Regions from separate parts of the Macaca mulatta genome. Here region 1 is linked to region 2. A link is a contact called in public Hi-C data. All regions are on one chromosome and are shown on one strand. The core of a region is the stretch at or near the end of the contact, and the rest is flanking DNA. Distances in the headings are between cores, read along the strand shown.

What was found. Hi-C and Micro-C count contacts between places; a contact is called where the count stands out from the background.
Region 1: a Hi-C map of fetal cortex germinal zone shows a contact between it and region 2, with 2.5 times the contacts expected there. The contact joins the promoter of XPO1 here to the enhancer-like site in region 2. A contact is called at or near these places in 4 of 14 Hi-C or Micro-C datasets (cortical neurons, fetal cortex germinal zone, fetal cortical plate and 1 more).

What each region holds. Positions count from the first base shown.
Region 1 is chr13:63,195,599-63,198,838 of T2T-MMU8v2.0, reverse strand. It overlaps XPO1 (exportin 1), which reads right to left and starts at 1,384. Exons shown (of 25, transcript NM_001266844.1): 1 at 751-1,384.
Region 2 is chr13:62,972,644-62,975,921 of T2T-MMU8v2.0, reverse strand. No RefSeq gene overlaps it. Among named protein-coding and RNA genes, the nearest start is that of FAM161A, 91 kb to the right of the region's middle. Within about 2 kb of position 1,576, at least 32 of the 40 cell types and tissues checked have an H3K27ac peak or open chromatin away from gene starts, as enhancers often do. A contact at or near this core is called in cortical neurons, fetal cortex germinal zone, fetal cortical plate and 1 more, where this site is marked.

The DNA.
Region 1 (3,240 bases), core at 135-2,634, 220 kb before region 2:
GTCCGGGCTGAGCCAGTAATGAATGCTTCCTCTACTACACCACTTCCTCCCACCCAACCCAAACTCAGACATCGGAATGAAGGAGAATCAGGGCATCCTCCACTGTACGAGGCCACCAGTAAATGGTTTAACCAACTTATCACACACAACCCCCTGAAAAGGAACTACAAGACGGAATCCCATGTGCAGGCCCCTGAAAAATTCATCTTTCCTACTTCACATGCCACTCTGCAAAAAACCGGAGAGCTTTCGAGTTTCCTTGCTGGAGGAACAGGGAGTCGGCAGCCCCTCCCTCCCCCATCCCAAGCTCTCCACCGAGGGGGCCACGTGATGCAGGCGGACGTTTCAATGCTGCTGCACTAAATATTTCTGGAAACTTCCACTCCTAATAATTTACAGAGATGTTCCTGAAATCACCCCAACTTCTCCCCAGCCCGTGGGGCTGGGGAAGCCCTTCCACCCCGCGCGGGGCCCCGTTTCACTATCACGCTCCTCGCCTTCCTCCACCGCCACCCGCACACGCGAATGACCCAGCAAGCGCTCCCCTCCCGCGGCCGCCTCCCCGCCTCCATCCCCCAGCGGCAAAAGCGGCTCCATTCAATCGCAGGCTCCGCTGTGGGCCCGGCGCGCCCCCGGCCCGCCCGCCGCCTCCTGGGCTCGCTTCCCGCGACCGCCGCGCCCCACGCTGGCCTCCTCCCGCCCGGCCGCGCCGCCGCCCGACCCTCGGCCCCAAAGACACAGTCGACTTACCCAGAGATTGAACCAACTGCTCCTTCCTTCCTTGTCGGGGGATTAGGGCCAGGGAAGGTGGGGAGGGGGAGAGGGGACGAATCAAGGTGGGTTTCACAGTTTTCCCACCTTAAAAAAAGAAATTAAAAAAACGGAGAGGAAAAGGGCAAAAAGAGCTCAATAATATTTACTATTTCAGGGACGCTTCCCCCCAACACACACACCCACCCGCCCCCCAAAAAAGAAGGGGAATTAATCTGGGGAATAAATGCTCCCGCCCGGCTGGGGAGTGAGGGAAGGGGGAGGGAACCGGGTCAAGTCCCAAAGATTCAGCCCCAGGGGGACCCTCCAGCCACAGGCAGCAGCAGAAGCGGCAGGAGTAGGGGGTGTAGAGTCCACACGGCCGGGGGGACGCTCTGCTGCCAGTTGCAGTCCGACTCCCCCCTACCAAAACACGGCTCCCTCTCTCACGCGGCTCCGGCGCTGGGCCCCCCCCAGGCTCGCCTAAACTTTCCCCCCTTCTCTTGCTCCTCAGCGACTGGTGGTTCCCCCCTCCCCCTCTGGGTGGTTGCACGGACTGCAGCAGCAAAGACTGGAACAGGCACCGCCGCCGGGGCTGTAGCTACTGTTGCTCTTGCTGATGCTGTAGCTCCCGCTGCTCCTGCCGCGGCCGCTGCAGCCGCTTCTCCCCCTCCTCCTAGTGCCTCAAACTCGGAACCGGTTGAAACCGGTTCAGACTGGGAGATTCCATCTCGGTTGAGTTTTCAGCCCATGGCGCCGCGGAGCGTTTGGAACCTGGGCCTCCGCCCCCAGCCCGCCCTCCTATTGGTCAGTTCCAGCTACAGCCGCGCCATGAGCCTATCTCTCATTGGCCTGAGCGCCAGTCAATCCCACCTCAAGGCTCCACACGAGCCCGCCGCTTCGGCCCCCGCCTCTTTTCAGCAGCGATTTGCCCGCAGAGTGGGGGAGGGGAAGTGGGGAGGGTCGAAAGGCAAGAGGAGAGGGGTGGAGGAGGAGGAGGTGGGACGAAGAGCAGGGCTGAGTAGAAAAGAGAGCGAAGGAAAGCCGCGTGGAGGATTCGTTCGAACGAGCTGTCAATCAAGTGCAGCCCGCCCTCGAGCTCTCGACTTCCCTTCCCCCTGCGGCCCTCACCCTCCCAGTGCCTAGTTCGCAGGCCCGGCCTTTCCCGCCCGCTCATTGGCTGGGCGCCTTCGGTGACGGAGAGGGTGGGGCGCAGCTCGTGAGCTAGTGGCGGCGCGAGTTTGATCGCGGCGCGCGGCGGTGTTCGATCTGCTTCCCGGACTCGGCCGGCCCGCCCCCACCGGCTCCCGCCAACCTGCGGGGGCCTGAGCCCGCGGGAATTAGGATCCGCCCCTCAGATGGGGGATGCGTTCGGAAAAGGGATGGCACACCCAGTTGTTTTGAACTCTCGGAGGGGTGGAGAAAGGAGGGAAAGGAACACTTCCGAGGCCAATTGTAGGCCCCAGACCTCTAATCCATTTTAGAGGCCTGGGTTGGGCCAGGTAGCTGAGAGAGAGGTTGGGGTGAGGCGCAGGGCGTGCATTCTTGGCGCCTCGTGATCTTCTCAGGGTCTCGGAAAATATATCGAAATACTTCTTGGGAAAGTCTTAAAATTTCAACTCTGCCTCCCCAGGCTGGAATTTGGCCGCTTCGACAACCAACCTTTCCTGAAAGCCAAAACATTGTAATCCCAGGTTATTGGTTTGACAGCGCATGTTTTGGCTGGGTGAGCTTGCATGCCAACTGCGTCCCACCTGGTGCCCTTGATCTGCAACACTCAGATTTTCCTTTCACCCTAGCGGCACTTCACATACTAAATCATCACCAAATAGTATTTTCTGTGAAAGTCACATGCACGTTGTCTTTCACGTGGTTGCGTCTCTTGTTTGTTCCCAAGCGTCCTCCAAATCAGCTTTACAGATTGTTCTTTGCTTAAGAGCAAATAGCCCACCAAAATTTACTAGGCCCTTTGTGCCACCAAGAGGTAGATAAATGGTTTATTGAAGTAATACAATTTTCTTTAGCAAATGTTCGTTCACGATGGACTATGACTAACTTCAAAGCACCACTTATTCTAACTCCCCCTCCAATAAAGAAAAACCCAACAACTCAATGTTTAGATGCACCAGAATGATTTTGGATGATTTTCAGACCTAAGTTTTTATTCATTACATAAATGAATAATATCAAGCCATTTTATATACATATATACATACATATATAAAGTACTATGTATGATATGTGATGTACAGTTGGCCCTCTATCCGTGGGTTCCCCATCCTCAATTTCAACCAGCCCTGGGTGGAAAATATTTTTAAAATAATACAATAAAAATAATACAAAATAAAACGCAATGCAGTATATTTATATAGCATTTACATTGTATAAGGCATTATAAGCAATGTAGAGATGATTTAAAGTTTACATCATATAAGCTATTATAAGCAATCTAGAGACTGAAGTGTAACGGGAAGTTTACAAATACAGTAT
Region 2 (3,278 bases), core at 327-2,826:
TATGTGCGACTGTTTCCAGGAACCCCCGTGGATAATAAGCCCATTACATAAAATGTAATATTTGCATATAACCTACCCACATCCATCCTCCCGTATACTTCAAATCACTCTAGATTACTTATAATACCTAACGCGATGTAAATGCATAGCATTTGTGCTGGAATTACAGGCGTGAGCCACTGCGCCTGGCAAATTATTTTTTTTAAACTCTAAAAATGCTAGAAGAAAATACAGGTAACCATGACATCAAAGCTAGAAACAAAGGAAATGACTCATTAGACATAACTACATAAAAATTAAAAACTTTCCTCAGTAAAAACAAAACAAAAAAAACCATAGGTGATATTAAAAGATTAATTTAAAAAACAGGAAAAATATCTGTAAATATCTCAATCAAAGGTTAATATTTCTAATATACAAAAAGCACTTGCAATTTCTAAAATATGAATATTTCATTTGAAAAATAGGCAGAAGTCATGAACTAGCAATTCACAAAAATAGAGCCAATAATTATATGAAAGATGTTCAGTTTTACACGTAGGCAACAAACTGCAAATTAAAACAGGCCTTTTTTAAAGAGATGATAAAGATCAGGAAGATTGACAATATCTAAGATTAGCAAGGAGATGCAGACAGCATATTCGTTCTCATACTGTTAATGGAAAAGTAGTAAATAGGTTTCTAGGGGAGCGTCTGGTAACATTTGGAATCTTACAAACGTGCATTTTCCTTGATCCAGTAATTTTACTTCTATGAATTTATTGTAAGAAAATAATCAAGGACATATACAGATTTACATATAAGAATATTCATCTAGGATTGTAGACCTGAAAAGCTGTCAATACCTGAAAAGTCCAACAACTTAGGGACTGGTTGAACAAATTATATCCATACAGCCATTAAAAATGATTCTGTAGGCTGGACCCGGTGGCTCATGCCCACCATCCCAGCACTTTGGAAGCCTGAGGTGGGAGGATCACTTGAGCCCAGGAGTTCAAGACCAGCCTGGGCAACAGGGCAAGACCCTATTAAAAATATATATATATATAAAATATATATATTAAGAGATTTTACATATACATATATAATATGTATATATTACATATTATACATATATTATACATATATTACACACATACATTATATATAATGTATACACACGTATACATATATGTATATATAAAATCTATTTTAATTTACCTGCAAAGACATTACTGGGAGACAACGCGGTTACGTTTTCCTATTTTAAAAAACCAAACATCTTTACGTGTATGTATGAAAACTCTAAATTTATGTAGCAATATGTTAATAGTATTATCCATGGTGGCAAGAATGAGAGTTTAAGTTTCTTTTATAAACATGTATGTACTATTGAACTACTGCTATTACAGGGAGCAGGCATTTTTTAAAAGCACTATTCTTACAATCAGGAAATACAGGACACTATTACTTCGCGGGGGAAGACGGACACTGGGAAGAGTCCACGCCGGCGAAGGCAGGCGAAGACCGAGCTCGCTGACGCCCTCCGTCGCCCGCGCCTCTTCCCACAGCTCTCGGAGGAGCCCAGCGACCGGAAACACGCCACGCCGGGCCTCAGGAATTCTGGGCATGGGACGGACAGCTCGTGACCTCAGAAGGAGGAAAACGGTCACCTTCTGAAAGAAATACGAACTCCTTTTTCCTGTATCAGAACACTTCTCATTTCCCTGAGCGCGGCGTTTCTATCCTGAGGTGTTGGGAGGAGGTTCGAGGTGGGCGGGGTGACGGTTTTCTCTTGGAAATGAAAAACAGCCTTTCCCGCTACCCCCGCCCGCTCACACAAGAGAGGCTTGGAGTCCGCCCCGCGGAAAGCCGTTTCTATGGGTGACGACGTATGGCAACGCGTCTAAGGCGACGTCGGCGAGGGGACTATTGTGTTTCCAAAGTCGTCCTCAAAGGAGGACAGAAGTTTCGGGGAGCCGGGGGCGTAGAGGCGAGGCATGATCTGATTGGCCCGTGGCTCCGCAACCAGGGGGCTGGACGGGGCGGAAGTACGGGCGTGCGCAAGGGCGTCCCCGCGGCGTCCCCGCGCGCCGGCTAGTCTCTCTCATGCCCTTGCGGGTGCGCAGGTCTATAAACTGGGCGGAGCGAGGGAAGTGATGTGTGGCTTCCGGAAGGACGCGCGTAAATCCTCCCCCATAAGTAACAAGTCGCGGTAGTCCAGCGAGGCCTTCTTACGAGACCAAGCCCTTGGTGGGTGTGGCACTGGCGAACCCGAGGAATGAGAAAGGAGGCCCGGCAGAAAGTTCGGGTCAGCTGCTGGCCGCTCCAGGTGTAGCCTAGGGCGGGGAGGGATTGACTTCCCGGAACATCCTGGGGTAAAGACCTCGCAGAACAGCGAAACCGCTGAGGGACTGTTGGGTGGAGAGGCCTTGGAGACGGACAGGCCCACACACTCCCTTTCCTCGTGAGGGTCACCGACCCGCCTACTTGGGAACCAGATAGACCTGACGGTTGTGTTTGCGGGGTGGAGGTTGATGACCAGTTGTTGAGTGAATAGCAGAGACATTTACGTAGGAGTGTTGATGCAAGATTTTTTATTTTATTTTATTTTTGAGATGGAGTCTCGCTGTCTCCCAGGTTGGAGTGTAGTGGCGGGATCTCGGCTTATTCCAACCTCCGCCTCACGGGTTCAAGCGATTCTCCTGCCTCAGCCTCCCGAGTAGTTGGTACTACAGGCACGTGCCACCACGCCAGGCTAATTTTTGTATTTTTAGTAGAGACGGGGTTTCACCATATTGGCCAGGCTGGTCTCGAACTCCTGACCTCAGGTGATCCACCCGCCTCAGCCTCCCAAAGTTGCTGGGATTACAGGCTTGAGCCACTGCCCCCCAGCCTTCTCCCTGCCCCCGCTCCCCAGACGGAGTTTAGCTTTTGTTGCCCAGGCTGGAGTGCAATGGCGCGATCTCGGCTCGCTGCATCCCCCACCTCCTGGCTTCAAGTGATTGTCTTGCCTCAGCCTCCCAAGTAGCTGGGATGACAAGCACCTGCCACCAAGCCCAGCTAAATGTTTTTGTATTTTTGGTAGAGACAGGGTTTCATCATGTTGACCAGGCGGTCTTGGACTCCTGACCACAGGTGATCTACCCGCCTCGGCCTCCCAAAGTGCTAGGATTACAGGCGTGAGCCACCACGCTTGGCCTGCAGGCTGTATATTCATCAGCAGCCCTGGCATCAGCTTCTGATGAGAACCTCAGGAAGCTTCCACTCATGGTAGAAGGTGAAGGGAAGCCAGTGTG